Regions from separate parts of the Pan troglodytes genome. Here region 1 is linked to region 2. The links are chromatin contacts, called in public Hi-C maps. All regions are on one chromosome and are shown on one strand. Each heading gives the region's core, a stretch centred on a gene start, on an enhancer-like site or on the middle of the called end of the contact. The rest is flanking DNA. Distances are from core to core; before and after follow the strand shown. Region 1 overlaps ZBTB7C (zinc finger and BTB domain containing 7C). Region 2 has its middle 160 kb from the start of SMAD2.

Evidence for each region. A called contact is a pair of places that touch in the nucleus more often than the background predicts.
Region 1: a Hi-C map of induced pluripotent stem cells shows a contact between it and region 2, with 2.7 times the contacts expected there. The contact joins two enhancer-like sites. A contact is called at or near these places in 4 of 7 Hi-C or Micro-C datasets (blood, induced pluripotent stem cells and stem cell-derived neural progenitor cells).

Annotation. Positions count from the first base shown.
Region 1 is chr17:58,096,271-58,103,342 of NHGRI_mPanTro3-v2.0_pri, reverse strand. ZBTB7C (zinc finger and BTB domain containing 7C) reads left to right here. Exons shown (of 5, transcript XM_016933665.4): 5 at 2,954-5,994. The coding sequence ends at 3,605. Among named protein-coding and RNA genes, the nearest start is that of SMAD2, 99 kb to the right of the region's middle. Within about 2 kb of position 4,557, at least 3 of the 24 cell types and tissues checked have an H3K27ac peak or open chromatin away from gene starts, as enhancers often do. A contact at or near this core is called in induced pluripotent stem cells, where this site is marked.
Region 2 is chr17:57,839,799-57,846,785 of NHGRI_mPanTro3-v2.0_pri, reverse strand. No RefSeq gene overlaps it. Among named protein-coding and RNA genes, the nearest start is that of SMAD2, 160 kb to the left of the region's middle. Within about 2 kb of position 3,140, at least 1 of the 24 cell types and tissues checked has an H3K27ac peak or open chromatin away from gene starts, as enhancers often do. A contact at or near this core is called in induced pluripotent stem cells, where this site is marked.

The DNA.
Region 1 (7,072 bases), core at 3,308-5,807, 260 kb before region 2:
AGATACTCTAATGAGAAGTTTGGGAGGCATTTGAAGATTTACCACTTACATTGTCCATTGTTTGAGAGTGACCCTAAGGATCAGTACTACTAATTATGTGTAATAGTGACTTAAAAAAAACCTACCTGGCCAGGGGCGGTGGCTCACACCTGTAATCCCAGCACTTTGGGAGGCTGAGGTGGACAGATCACGAGGTCAGGAGATCGAGACCATCCTGGCTAATACGGTAAAACCCTGTCCCTATTAAAAATACAAAAAAAATTAGCCAGGCATGGTGGTGGGCACCTGTAGTCCCAGCTACTCAGGAGGCTGAGGCAGGAGAATGGTGTGAACCCGGGATGCGGAGCTTGCAGTGAGCCAAGATCGCACCACTGCACTCCAGCCTGGGCGACAGAGCGAGACTCCGTCTCAAAAAAAAAAAAAAAAAAAAAAAAAAAAAAACCTTCCTTGTCCGGGCACAGTGGCTCACGCCTGTAATCCTAACACTTTGGGAGGCCGAGGTGGGCAGATCACAAGGTCAGGAGTTCGAGACCAGCCTAACCAACATGGTGAAGGCCTGTTTCTACTTAAAAAAAATACAAAAATTAGCTGGGCGTGGTGGTGCATGCCTGTAATCCCAGCTACTCGAGAGGCTGAGGCAGGAGAATCACTTGAACCTGGGAAGTGGAGGTTACAGTGAGCCGAGATCGTGCCACTGTACTCCAGCCTGGGCAACAGAGTGAGACTCTGTCTCAAAAAAATAAAAATAAAAATAAAGAAACCTGCCTCATAGGTTGTGGTGAGGAGTAATGAGATGATGCATTTAAAGCCCTGCTTAGCTGATTCTGAGCTGAGCCCTCTGCCAGGCCTGGTGAGGGAGCCCAGCCGACCACCTAGCATCAGTATTTCCATCAGAGCCTGAGTGAATTTGTGGAGGCCCAAGACATATCCCTTAGGACTGGGAAGTTGCATCACTCCAGGGGTACAGGCACCCGACACTTCCATTTTCACAGTCACAGTGCTGTGGTGAGAAAAGAGGCCTTGACTCCCGGGCCTGCCATGACTCTCTGGGTGAGCTTGGCAAGTTCCCCAGCTGGGCCTGTTTGCCCACCTACATAGTGGAGGCTTTGCCTAGACCGGTGGTTCTCAGTGTGGGGTCCACGGACCACCACCACCACCAGCATGTGGCAACTGGTTAGAAATGCAAATCCTTTGTCCCTCTCCCCTATCCCAGACCTACTGATCAGACTCTCTGGGAGTAGGGCCCAGCACTGTTTTATTGAGTCCTGATTATGGTTCGAATGCGTCCTTAAGTTTGAGACCCACTGGCCTAAATGGTCTCTGAAGTCCCTTCCTCCTCAAAAATCCAATCATCTAGGTGAAATCTGGGTTACAGAGACCACAGCATGCTGGTAGGGGGTGGGATATCACAGCAGAGAACTATGTAGCCTTGGGGTGGCTGGTGGGTTTGAAAAAAGGCAGGAGCAGTGGGATGTGGAGGGGAAGAGGGTGACCCCACTTCCCTTCTCCTCACTCCCAGGGGCTCTCCAGCCTTCCTGTGAGCACAGGTGGGAGGACTGGATCTGTCCTCTCTGATCCTCCTCTCACAGTGCCTGCCAGTATTCATGGGAATGTCCTTTTCTCTCCTGCTCTGCCCCTGGAGAACCATTTTGAAAATGAGAGCTGGTGAGACCTCTAGTGGCCAGGAGACACCAGGAGCCTAGGACCTGCACCTGCTGTCCTAGGATTACGTTAAACAGGGTTTAAATCTGGCCATCTTAGGGAGGACACCTGGACTCCACATCTGTTCTAACCTCAAAGCAGAGCCTGAAATTATAGGCAGATGCTCCACCCAAGCCACACCTGCAGGGAGGAAGTAGGAGACTAGACACAGAGCTTCCTGGCCCCTATGGCCCCACTGGGGAAGGCTGCGAATTATCCCAAGAGGAATTCTTGCAGCCCACCTGCCTATACCTCAGCCACCTTAAGCTGGTTTACCCAATGCTCAGTGTTTATGAAAACAACCCCCTGATGTCAGTTTTCCTGTCAAGACCACCAGGAGGTGTGTGGAATCTAGCTCACACAGACCCAGGTTCTTTCCATGAGCCCTGGACAATGAGAATTGATGTCTGGCACCAGGTTCAGCTCTGGGCAGTGAGGTTAAGCAACTTGCCTGAAGTCACCAGCAAGTTGGTGGTGGGTCTGCAGCTGGCGCAGAGGCTCCCAGACCCCCAATAGGCGCAGGCGCCCCCACCCTACACCATACCTTATCTGTGAATAATACCACTTAAACCCTGCAAAGTTTTGCCCTAGATTAGGCTGCATTCTTTTCGCACCTGGCTCTTTTGTAAACCCTGAAATTGTCTACAGACAAAGAGGAGAGCCCAAGGCTTAGGATAAGAAACCACCATGCAGGAGGTTTGAACAAGGTGTGCCCAAGCTTCTATAGCCTCCCAGATTAGTGCCAAACACAGACAGATCTCAATAGCCCGGGGGCTGGGATGGGACCAGGGACTTTGGGCCAAAGCATATAGATGAACTGGAGGGAAAGCATAAGGTTGCCTGGAGAGAGTGGGTGTGAGATTAAAGTGCAGTCCAGTATCAGCAGAAGTCGCTGCACTATCCGAGGACTATGGTCAGAAATGCTGACTTATGGCGAAGTATCTTCCCAGTATGTGAGATAAACCCCTAATAGAGTGGGAGTTTCATGACTCTGAGCTCGGGTATAAAAGGAGTTTGGGGGAGTGGGGCTTTCAGGACACTGCTTTTTCTGCATCCCTTTAATCCAGGTGAGTAACCATACCTGTCTAAGGTGGGGCAGCAGTTGAGGGTAGATCTAGCATGAGACCTATTTCTGGGGTTTGACTCCATGGCAGTAGGGAGCCTCGGCTGGTTCTGGAGGAAGGGGGAGCAAAAGGTTAGGAATGGCTCCTGGTGTTCCCTGCGGGACTGACCCCCAGTCTCTGCATTGCAGGCAGGACAAGCTGAAAATCCACATGCGGAAGCACACAGGGGAGCGGCCCTACCTGTGCATCCACTGCAACGCCAAGTTCGTGCACAACTACGACCTCAAGAACCACATGCGCATCCACACGGGCGTGCGGCCCTACCAGTGCGAGTTCTGCTACAAGAGCTTCACGCGCTCTGACCACCTGCACCGCCACATCAAGCGCCAGAGCTGCCGCATGGCACGGCCCCGACGCGGCCGCAAGCCTGCTGCGTGGAGGGCCGCCAGCCTGCTCTTCGGGCCCGGCGGCCCGGCCCCCGACAAGGCGGCCTTCGTGATGCCCCCTGCGCTGGGCGAGGTGGGCGGCCACCTGGGCGGCGCAGCTGTGTGCCTCCCGGGCCCCAGCCCCGCCAAGCACTTCCTGGCAGCGCCCAAGGGCGCCCTGAGCCTGCAAGAGCTGGAGCGGCAGTTCGAGGAGACGCAGATGAAGCTGTTCGGGCGCGCGCAGCTGGAGGCTGAGAGGAACGCGGGGGGCCTCCTGGCCTTCGCGCTGGCCGAGAACGTGGCGGCGGCGCGGCCCTACTTCCCGCTGCCCGACCCTTGGGCCGCCGGCCTGGCCGGCCTCCCTGGGCTCCCCAGCCTCAACCACGTGGCCTCCATGTCCGAAGCCAACAACTAGGCTGGTCCCTGTCGGCTCCAGCCCACCAGCCCTCCAGTCCTTCTCCCTCCAGGCCCACTCTACCCTACCCCATGGATCTGAACTTTTCATTTTAAAAACACAAAGGGAAAATGGGAAAATAATAATAATACTATCAGTGATGGCATTTTCCCGGGCTCCTAAAGCAGCTGCCTCCTTTTGCTGGTCTGAGACGGGCATCTTTTCCCAAAAGGCCAGGAGCCCGGGCCTCCCTCCCTGGCTGTCTCTCTGGCTCTCATATAGAAACTTGCACCGGCCCATGCCACGAAGAACTGGGTGCCCAGGGGCACTTAGGAGCTGGGTGAGTCATGAGGGGTCAGGGGGTGGTTGGCCTGGTGCCCAGCCAGCCACAGCAGGAGGAGGTAGGGGCTGGGCATGCACCTTGGTTAAGCCCCACCCCCTATGGCAAAGTCTCTGCCAACACTCCTCTGAGGGCTCATTTTCCAGTCTCCAGTGGCCCCGGGGTCTTTTTGAGAACTACCCACCTGCCACATAGAAAGAAATGCTCTGTTGGCAGGGAGGCCTCCTGGAACCAGTCAGGAACCAGGCTCTGGAAGGCCCGGGCCATTTCTTCCCTGACCTGTCCTGTGACCTTGACAGGTCAGCCCTCTGTAGCTCAGTGTCACCTGGCTATGGAAGGGGCTGGTAACTGAGGTTTCCGCCCTCCACCTCTAAACACATACACACCTATCCCCCCAGAGAATCACAGAGATGGTAGAAGCTTTGTACTCCCCAAGTCCATGGGGAAACAGTTTATCTTTCTGGAGTTAGTTTTATCACATCCAGCTCTATATTAGCATATTAGCATAGGTGAGAAATATGGCCAGACTAGACAGAGATCAGGTCATCAGGGGAGCTTCCGAGCTTCAGCAAAGCCCACAGGTAGCTCTGCGAACTCAGAATGCTACCCTACCTTCCCTGCAGGCCGCTGTTCATGTCTGGACCCCTGGGGGCGCTATTTAATGTTTACCCCCATCTCCAGTGCCCCCTCCAAGGCTGTGCAGTGTCTTGGGGCTCTCAGGGCCAACATCGAAGAGATGGGGGCCACCTCTTAACACCTGGCAACAGTCTCCCCTCATCCTGATTCCTGAAAACAGACAAAACACCGGTTTCTAGGGTTTATCTGTTTGTTTTTTGAGTTGAGGGTTCCTCAGGGCCTTGGCATTGCTAGTGATGGTCCCCTTTGCTATGTGAGAACCCCCTCGACCCTTTCCCTTCTCCCTCTGGGGATGAAGTGGGAGTATTTGGCTCCCCATTTTTGACAAAAGGGCTCAGTGCAGGGAGGTGGAGGCCTCTGAGGTTTGAAGGGCTCTGTGAGTTAGAGTTGTCACATGTTCTCCTGGTTCTTGAATTTGCAGCAGGTCCTGAAAAGGAAGGCTCTGCTGGCCCCGTGCCTTCCTGACCTTCTCTCTCCTTCCCTCCCCTCTCTTTTCTTGCCAAGTTTGCTTTGGTTTCTGAGCAGCCCAGAGAGGAGGAGGGTTCATCCCCAGGGAGAGCCCAGGGCTGGAGTCCCCAATCCCTGTGCTGTGGGCACAAAGAGACTTCAGCTCTTCCTGTTGCCTTGGCTTTTTCCTGAGCAAAAACACAACAAACAAAAAGGCCAGAGAAGAGCACAGACTCTGTCCCTCTCACAACTCTCCAGAAGAGACCCCCTGATTCTTCACACCACCGGATGCCACTCCAGCCAGCAGGATTGCTACACACACCCTCTGTTCTCAGAAGTCATCTGCCTGGGCAGCCGCCTCTCAGATTCCTGTCTTCGTTTCAGACACTTTTCTCTGAAGCATGCCCATGTCCACCAGCCAACGTGTCCCCTTGTCCCCCCCATCAGCCAAGTGATTGGGGCTGAACCAGACTTTAAAAGAGAGGAAAAAAAAAAAAAGGAAACATGAATAAATTGGAATCCAGTGGTGTTGGGGCTTTTGTTTTTATTTTGTAAAGGTGATGACTTCTTATAAACTCAATTTTTCAGATGACTGGTTAGTTCTTTCTGTTTTTTCTTGGCTGCAGTTTGGAATTGTACATTGTAAAATATCCAAAGATGTTGAGTACTGTATGATCAAGAACTTGAAGCAAATGGGTTGTGGGGGGAGGGGTGGTTGTGTTTTTGTTTTGCTTCAATTTTTTTTTTTTTTTTTTTTTTTGATGTTTCAATTTCCCTGTCTGTCTGTGGGAGAACTTTGGAATTTTTTCTATTTATAACTCTTTTTTTATGTGATTGCTCTATGTAAAATGACACTCAACAAAGTTTGCCTTAGTGATTCAAGGGACAATCTTCCATAACTTCGGTCGCACGCCACATCCCGCCGAGAAAAACTCTCAGCTAATTTTCTGGCCTATTTATTAAACAGTATTAATTGACTTGATTAAATTATATTGAGAGTTGCACTTCTGTGAGATGTGACTTCTGAAAGTTCACAGGACAGCAACAAGCCAGTCTTAAGGTTTTTAATTGTTGGGTGTCATAAAATAATGTCAAAGACACCTTAACAAAGAAAAAAAAAAAAAACCTTTGACCCTTATACTTTAAAGGACAGTGTTTTGAGTAAAAGTGAGCTATGCTTGCTTAATGACCTGGTGAGATTGATTCCCCCTTCCAATTGCTGTTTCAGTTATCCGGGGGTGTTGCATGGTAGGGAAGGCAGAACTCAATTCTCAGTAGTCTCTTACATTCCAGCTTTGTAAGGCATGGTTGGATCTTAAGCTTTGCAGCACCTGTGGGCCTGAGTGCGAGGTGTGCGTGTGTGTGCGTGTGTTCACAAACGTGTGCAGCTACACCCCAGGATGTGTGAGCAAGGGAAGTCCTGCCAGTTCCCCAGCCTGGCATCCGGAATGGGCTCCGGCTGGCCCTGCTGCTGTCTGGGTCTCCTTGCTCTCACTTCCAGGTGCTGGCATTGGCCTCCTCCTTTCTTCACCTGAGCCTCTTTCCCAAAGAACATTAGATCCTAAAAGAACCTAAGGTAAAGGAATATACTTCTGTCATTGAATGGAGTCAGCTCTACTTACAACCCACAGCCCAGACTCTTGGTAACACTGTTCTTCGAATTGCATTTCTGGAAAACCAAGGGTCAACCCGGAGCCTCTTTTCTATTTTTGATTCCTTTCTTGCTGTAGTAGGCAACGTCTATGCAGCGTTTCTTGGTACAGAGAAAAGAACAGATCCGGGTTTCCAATTTAGACTCCTCCAAGCTGTGTGTCTTCAGTCTAATCACCCCTCCACTCTGGTCTTCCCTTCCCTCACCTCTAGTAATAAAGGAAATGGGGTAATCAGAGCTTCTCGAAGTTCTCCATCTAAACACCCCTCAGCAGAGGGGGCCAGCTGGTTGGCAAATTGGGGGCAGAACACTAAAGAAATAGCCCAAAGTAACCTATCTGTAGTGTAAAACTCTGAAGTCTCCTGTTTTGGCTTTGAAATTCATGCTTCTGCATTCTATTACATAACATTTGTC
Region 2 (6,987 bases), core at 1,891-4,390:
GTCTTCACCAATAACTCCTCATTCTCTGGCTGTGCAAGATTGAGGCAGCATCAGGCTGTGGCTTTGGGAAAAGGAAAGTCACCCTCGTGTATGTTAGGTCATCCCATGTAAGTGTACCACATGGATGGTTTGCCATTTATGAGTGTGAGTTGAGCATGCATCCACTCGATTCACTGGAAATCTGATTGATGGATGATCCTGCAAAGCACTCCAGAATTCCTTGAGTTTAATCATTAATTCACTGGACAAGGCGTCATCCCTATTTGTACCTCCATTTCCTCTGAAAATGGAGACGTTGGACTAGATCGCCAAGTGCCCATATTGGACATCATCTGCACAGAATTACTTCTCCTCAACTCCATCCATCAGGCTGTGTTAGGAACTGTTGTCTCATCCTTATCTCAGCTGACAACTGATAGACCCAGAGGTGAGCACCTTGGCCCAGGTTGGACCCATCTGTCTCTTTCCTGGACTTCAGGGTGGGGACTAAGAGAGAAGTCCACCTTATTCACATTTTTTCCCACATGTCCTGGAGAAGGCAGTCTAAAGACAGAGAAAGACTGAAGGAATGGAGCCGTGTAGAGTATGAATGATGCAGGGAGAGTGGACCCCAATTCCAGTTGTTTCTGAACCCCAGCTCATCCTTGCACTTAGATTGTTTTTGTTTTTTTTTGTTTGTTTGTTTTTTGTTTTGAGACAGAGTCTTGCTCTGTCTTGCCCAGGCTGGATGCAGTGGTGGGATCTCAGCTCACTGTGCAACCTCCACCTCCTGGGTTGAAGTGATTATCCTGCCTCAGTCTCCCAAGTAGCTGGGATTACAGGCGCCTGCCACTGTGCCTGGCTAATTTTTTGTATTTTTAGTAGAGACAGGGCCAGGCTGGTCTCTACTAAAGACCATTGTCCAGGCTGGTCTTGAACTCCCGACCTCAGGTGATCCACCACCTTGGCCTCCCAAAGTGACTGCACTTAGTTTCTTATAAACAATTTTCACTTGTGGTGAAGCTAGTTTGAGTTGGGGTTCTGTTACTTACAGTGAAAATATGAGCCTTTGTGCCTTCATATTTGGAGACTGGAGTATTTATGATCAATATTTAAAACAAGACCTAGTTCCTACCTTTATCAGCAGCATTAACCAAATGGTTAGAGACCTAGACAGGCTGACAGCCCCATCGTCCTCTGTATTGGCAGAACCACTCTTGGGTCTTTGGGTCCATTTCCAAGAGATACAGTGCAAGATAATAAAATGAGGAGGGTGGGAGCCTGGGAGGGGTTTGGGAACAGAGATCTAACTCTAAGAAGCTCTTTGCCAGGACAAATGAGGGCAAGACATTGTTTTCCTTTTCACTGCTGTGTCTCTTGAGCCTCAGACAGGGCCTTGAATAGTGCCTGGCACATGGGAGATGCACATAAAGCATTTATGGAATGAGTGTAATGTGGGAGTGCTCACTTCTCCGGTGTTCTAGAATAGAGGGCTTCCACGTTTGTGAGAAGTATTGGTGGCTAGGGGGAGTGGGGAGAATGGAAGATGTGGATCGCAATGAAACTGAGGTTTGATGGCAGGAAGATACCCTAGGGCGGGGGTGGTGTGGAAGTGGCCCATGTTCTGTGTTGCTGCCTCCAGCTCGTGCCTGCTGGCCTCTGTGCCATTGTTTATGTCATCTCACCTACCAACCTTGGGGACCCCATTTCCTCAAGTCCCATCCCTCTGTGATGACTTTACTGACCACCCCAGCTGGAAGAGCTCCTTTCCTCAGCACAGCTCACCTGGCAGTTATTTACATAGTGTCTGGCTTGACAGCTCAGTTGGGAGCTCTTGAAGGACAAGGACGGGATCATCATCAGCACACCCCTAACCCTCCTAGAACCTGCCCCACAGCAGCATTCAGGGCACAACAGCTGATGAGCCCAGGCCTGGACCAGGCTGGCTGACATGGAAGGTTCAGGGAGAATGTGGGCAAGGTGACTGAGACCTCTGTTTCTACTGGTCCTTCTTCACTTCTGTCAGTCCATGATTCTCTCAGCATTTCATTTGTGCCCTTTTATTTCTTCTCCTGGACTGTTAGTTTACAGTCTTGTTAGGGGTAATTCCGCTACCCCAGAAATCAATGCCTTGTGACCTGTTGTGCAAAGTGCATGGGCTCCCCGAGACCTTCAGAGCAGCCCACAGGGCACAGAGAAGGGGGCAGTCTCTCCTGCGTCCTAAGTCCTGCCTCCCCCTGCTCCCTCCCTCTCCAATGCCACCCTCTCTCCCTGATTCCTTTTGGGTAAAAGAGCATTAGTTATTGATTTTTTTTTTTTTTTTTAATGACAGGGTCTCACCCTGTCGCCCAGGCTGGAGTGCAGTGGTGCAATCTTGGCTCATTGCAGCCTCTGCCTCCTGGGTTCAAGCAATTCTCCTGCCTCAGCCTCCCGAGGTGCTGGAAGTACAAGCACACGCCACCATGCCTATCTAATGTTTGTATTTTTAGTAGAGATGTGGTTGGCCAGGCTGGTTTCGAACTCCTGACCTTAAGTGATCCTCCTGCCTTGGCCTAACCAAAGTGATGGGATTACAGGCATGAGCCACTGCCCTGGCATGATTTTTTTTTTTTTAATTCCAGGTTTGAGGCTCCTAGACAATCAGTCAGTTCATAATCCTCCAAGTCGCAAAGTACCCACCCCCACCAACTTTTATAAACCCCTGTCTTCGAACAAGATGACCTTGGCTTTCTTTCAGCCTCCTTTGCTGAAGCCGTTGACTGGTATCACCAGGATAAACACAGGCGTGGGCTGACCACAGGGAGCAGAGGTGCTGGGCCTGATTTAGCCTCTAGGCCTTGAGGGGGTAGCTGATGGGGCAAGCTTCCTGGGCGGGATTACAAGAAATCCTAGGGCGTCCTTGGGCGGTGTGTCTGGGGGGTCCAAGGGTGTTCTGAATCTGTGTGACCATAGTGAGCGGATGTGCCGAGGCATTCTTCCAGGGAGAGGGTCAGTAGTTTTCATCGGTTTCTCAAAGGAGCCTGTGACTTTCAAAACTTTAAGGAGGCTGGCGTGGATGATCTCCGTCGAGGTCCTTCCTGCTTCAGCCTCTGCACTTAGGAGTTAAGAGCTTTGTTAGGAGCCACGGAGTGGAGACACAGGCAGTGGCTGATTCCTGGGCGCCGCCTTCTGGTGGTGGGGTGCATAGCACCTTTGGGCAATTGGAAAACCCCTGGGCCGACTTCCTGTCTGGACAAGCCCTAGGAAAGGCTCTGGAAGGAGTTTTTGGAATCTGGGTGCAGCTGCCTTCCCTCCCAAGAGATGGAGAATGGTTCTGGTCCAAATATGGAAGGGAAACCCTGGCAGGTCACATTCCTTCTCCTCGTTCACTCTGCACTTGGCTTCTGAGCCCCCTCAGGAGGCTGCATGGGAGTTGAGAGTCAGGAACCATGTTAGCCCTGGTCTGGTCTGGGTAGAGGGTGTGGCAAGAGTGGCCTTGGTTTGGGAGGGAGGAAGTTTTGCCTTAACTAGGGGTAGAAGACCTAAGGAACCCTGGCCAGAATAAAGGCAGAGCTTTGTACATCTCAGAAGGCTTCCCTCAAATCAACGCCTTCACCCTACTTCCATCGGGAGAGGCAGGTCCTGTCTGAGTCCAATTCACAGATAAGGACAGTGAGGCCCATGTAGGTGATGTGATTTGCCTAAGCCTACACAGCTAGACGGATTTGGATCCAGTCTTTCCACTGGAAGTCCCACTGAAGATAAACACTCCCACCTTCCCCAGCCTCCTTGCCTCCTCCCCTGACACCCCAGCTTGGGCTGCCTGGGGTCAAGAACCTGCATTTAGCTCAGCATGCTTCTGGTGGGTGGAGTCCAGGGGGAAGGGTGAGAGTCCTGCTTTCCAGTTCCTTCCACCCTCCATGTGCAGTGGACCCATAGGACCAGACCAACTGCCTTGGGCCTGGGGCAGAGCAGGGCAGGAAGCTGAGGCCGCCTCCTCAACAGGGGTGCTCCCTGTACCATCCTCCCTGAGGTTGGAAGGCAGCTGCTTTGGGATAACAAAAAGGAAGGCCCCAGTTCCCACATCAGAGTGTAAAGCAATGGGGCTCAGCATCCCATTGGGTGTTGGAGGCTGAATATGCAATAGAAGCCACGGAAGGTTTGACCATCAAGTGACGGGTCCATGTCATGTTACTGAATGTAAGTCAGGTTGAAGCTGGGAGGATGGTATTATAGAGCCCTTTGTCTTCCCAGCTTAGTTGCCACTTCCTCTGGCAAGCATCCCTAATGGCCACTCTGAGTTTGGGAACCTTCCCCCGTCTTCCTCCCTGGTACACGGAACTCACATGCTCATTGCATTTGACACTCTCCATTGTATTTTCCCATTTGCTTGTCGGTAGCCCTCTTAGGCTCTGGGCATCTAAGGGTAAGACCCCGTTTGTCACATTTCACTATGGTAACATCACATTTCACTATGGTAACCCAAGCATTTAGCCCAGAGCCTGGCACATGATAGGTGCTTACAAAAATGTGTTGATTGAGAAACAGATCCTATCACATAGTATCCTGGTCAGAGACAGAATTGTTGGGAAATTTCTTACCTGGACAAGAATTCTGAGATGTTCAGGGGAGGACAGACAGCTACCAGGTTCCCCAGAAAGACACAAAGGAGCAAGGATTCCTTGGTTCTGCCTCGAGTCCCAGCATGAGTGGGTCTCCTGGCTGCAGTGTTCATGAGTTCTGTGTCTTGGTTGAGCTGTCTCAGTGGAGACTTGACTGTGCAGGATGCTGTGAGTTTGTGTGAAGTTCATGGCAATCCTGGGGGAAAGGCCTTTCTTTTTGTGGCTCCATTCATTGTACTTTTTCTCTGGGTCAAAAAAGGGATATACTATCAGGCTTTCAGTAAATTTTAAAGAGTTATTGAATTTTGAATACATTTTAAAGAACATTATACACATGCGCATATAAAAGATATAAAGGAAAAAAATAAAATGAATATACATCTACTGTGCATCAAGCTTAAGAAATTGTTTTTATATATATTGTATGTTATTATTATTTAGTTCAAAATAATTACTAAATTTCCATTGTAATAACCTTGAAAACTCCCATGTTATCTCTTCCAAATCCCTTTGCCACCTCCGGAGGCTCCAGCCTCCTACATTTTATGTTTATTGTGTCCTTTTATTAAATAACCTATGACATGTGTATCTGTCAAAAACAATATGTTATTTAGTTTTGAATGTTTTTGAAATGTATTTAGGTCGCATCATATTGTATACATTCTTCTGTGACTGATTTGATCCGTTCTGGTAAGTGTAGCTATGTTTCAGTTGTTTTCACTGCTGGTCAATATTCTATTTTATGACCAAATCACGTATATTTATCTATACTTCTTTCTTTAGAATAATATTTTGATGGTATATGTATTTTCCATTCTTTTGCTTTCAGACTTTCTGTGTTTCTGTGTTTTAGGAATGCCTCTTGTAGGTAGCTTGTAGCTGGATTATTAAGAATTCAGTTGTACAAACTTTATCTTTTAACTGGAAAGTTAATCCATTTTGTTTACAGTTTTAATGATAAATTTGGATTTACTAATATTATCTTATTTTGCATTTTCTACTTGTCCAAGTTTCTTCATTTCCTTTTTTTTTCTTTTTGAAACAGGTTCTTGCCCAGGCTGGAGTGTAGTGGCATGATCATGGCTTACCACAGCCTCGACCTCCTGGGCGCAAGCGATCCTTCCACTTCAGCTTCTCAAGTAGCTAGGACTACAGGAGTGTGTCACCATGCCTGGCTAATTTTTGCATTTTTTGTAGAGATGGGGTTTCGTCATGTTGCCCAGGCAGGTTTGGAACTCCTGAGCTCAAGTGATCCTCTTGCCTTGACCTCCCAAAGTGCTGAGATTACAGATGTGAGCCAATGCACCTGGCCCTTCACTTCATTTTTTTCCCCCTTTCTTATTTTCATTTGTACTGCAGACTCTCATTCTTACTGGCCCCCATTGGGGTTATACATCTTAGTTCTGTCGTTTTAGTGGCTACCCTAGAAACTTTAACAAGCATAGTTAATCTAATAAAGTAAAAAGCTAATCAGCATTTTACACTGTGCAGTTTCTGTAGATTTAACCTTGGTTACCCGCTGTTTGACTTGGTGTGTCAGGCAAACCCCAGTGATCCACATTTTTGTACCATCCCCTTCCCTTGAGTATGAGTGGAAACTGTGACTTGCCTCTAAGCAATAGGATATGGCAAAGATGGTGGCATGTCACTCCCATGGTTGTGTTTCTTTATATAGCACTCTGTCTTAGACTGAAGAGAAAGATTTTCCCCCTAGTCTTTGTTTTTTTAAATAAATTTTATTGTGTACATTTGAGGTTTAAGACATGTTATGGGATACACATAGATAGTAAAGTGGTTACTATAGTGAAGCAGATTAATTTATCTATCATCTCACGTAGTTACTTTTGGAGGGAGGGCCTGCTAGTCTTAAAGAACCAAAAAATTATGTATGAATGTCTATGGAGAGGGCCATGTGGCAGGGAATGGAAGGCAATCTGTAAATGATGAGAAAAAATGGGGACCTCAGCCCTATAGATGTAAGAAGATCAATTCTGTTGACAATTGTGTGGGAACCTGGAAGCAGAGTTTCCCCAGTCAAGCAGCTGATGACACTGTAGTCCTGCTGGCACCTGATTGCATGCAGCCTTATGAGACCTGAGCAGAGGACCTGGTTAAGCTGTGCCCAGATTCCTGATCCATGAAAACTGTGGGATAATAAATGTGTGTAAGTTAACCATTCTTATGAAGAACATTTAGGTTGTTTCTAGTTTTTGGCTAATTTAAATAAACCTGCTGTGAACATTCACGTACATGCTTTTGTATAACCATAAGTCTTCATTTCTCTGTAAAAAAGCCCAGGAGTGGAATTAATGGGTTGTATAGTAGTTGCATGTTTAGTTTTTTTGTTTTGTTTTGTTTTGTTTGAGATGGAGACTTGCTCTGTCGCCCAGTCTGGAGTGCAGTGGTG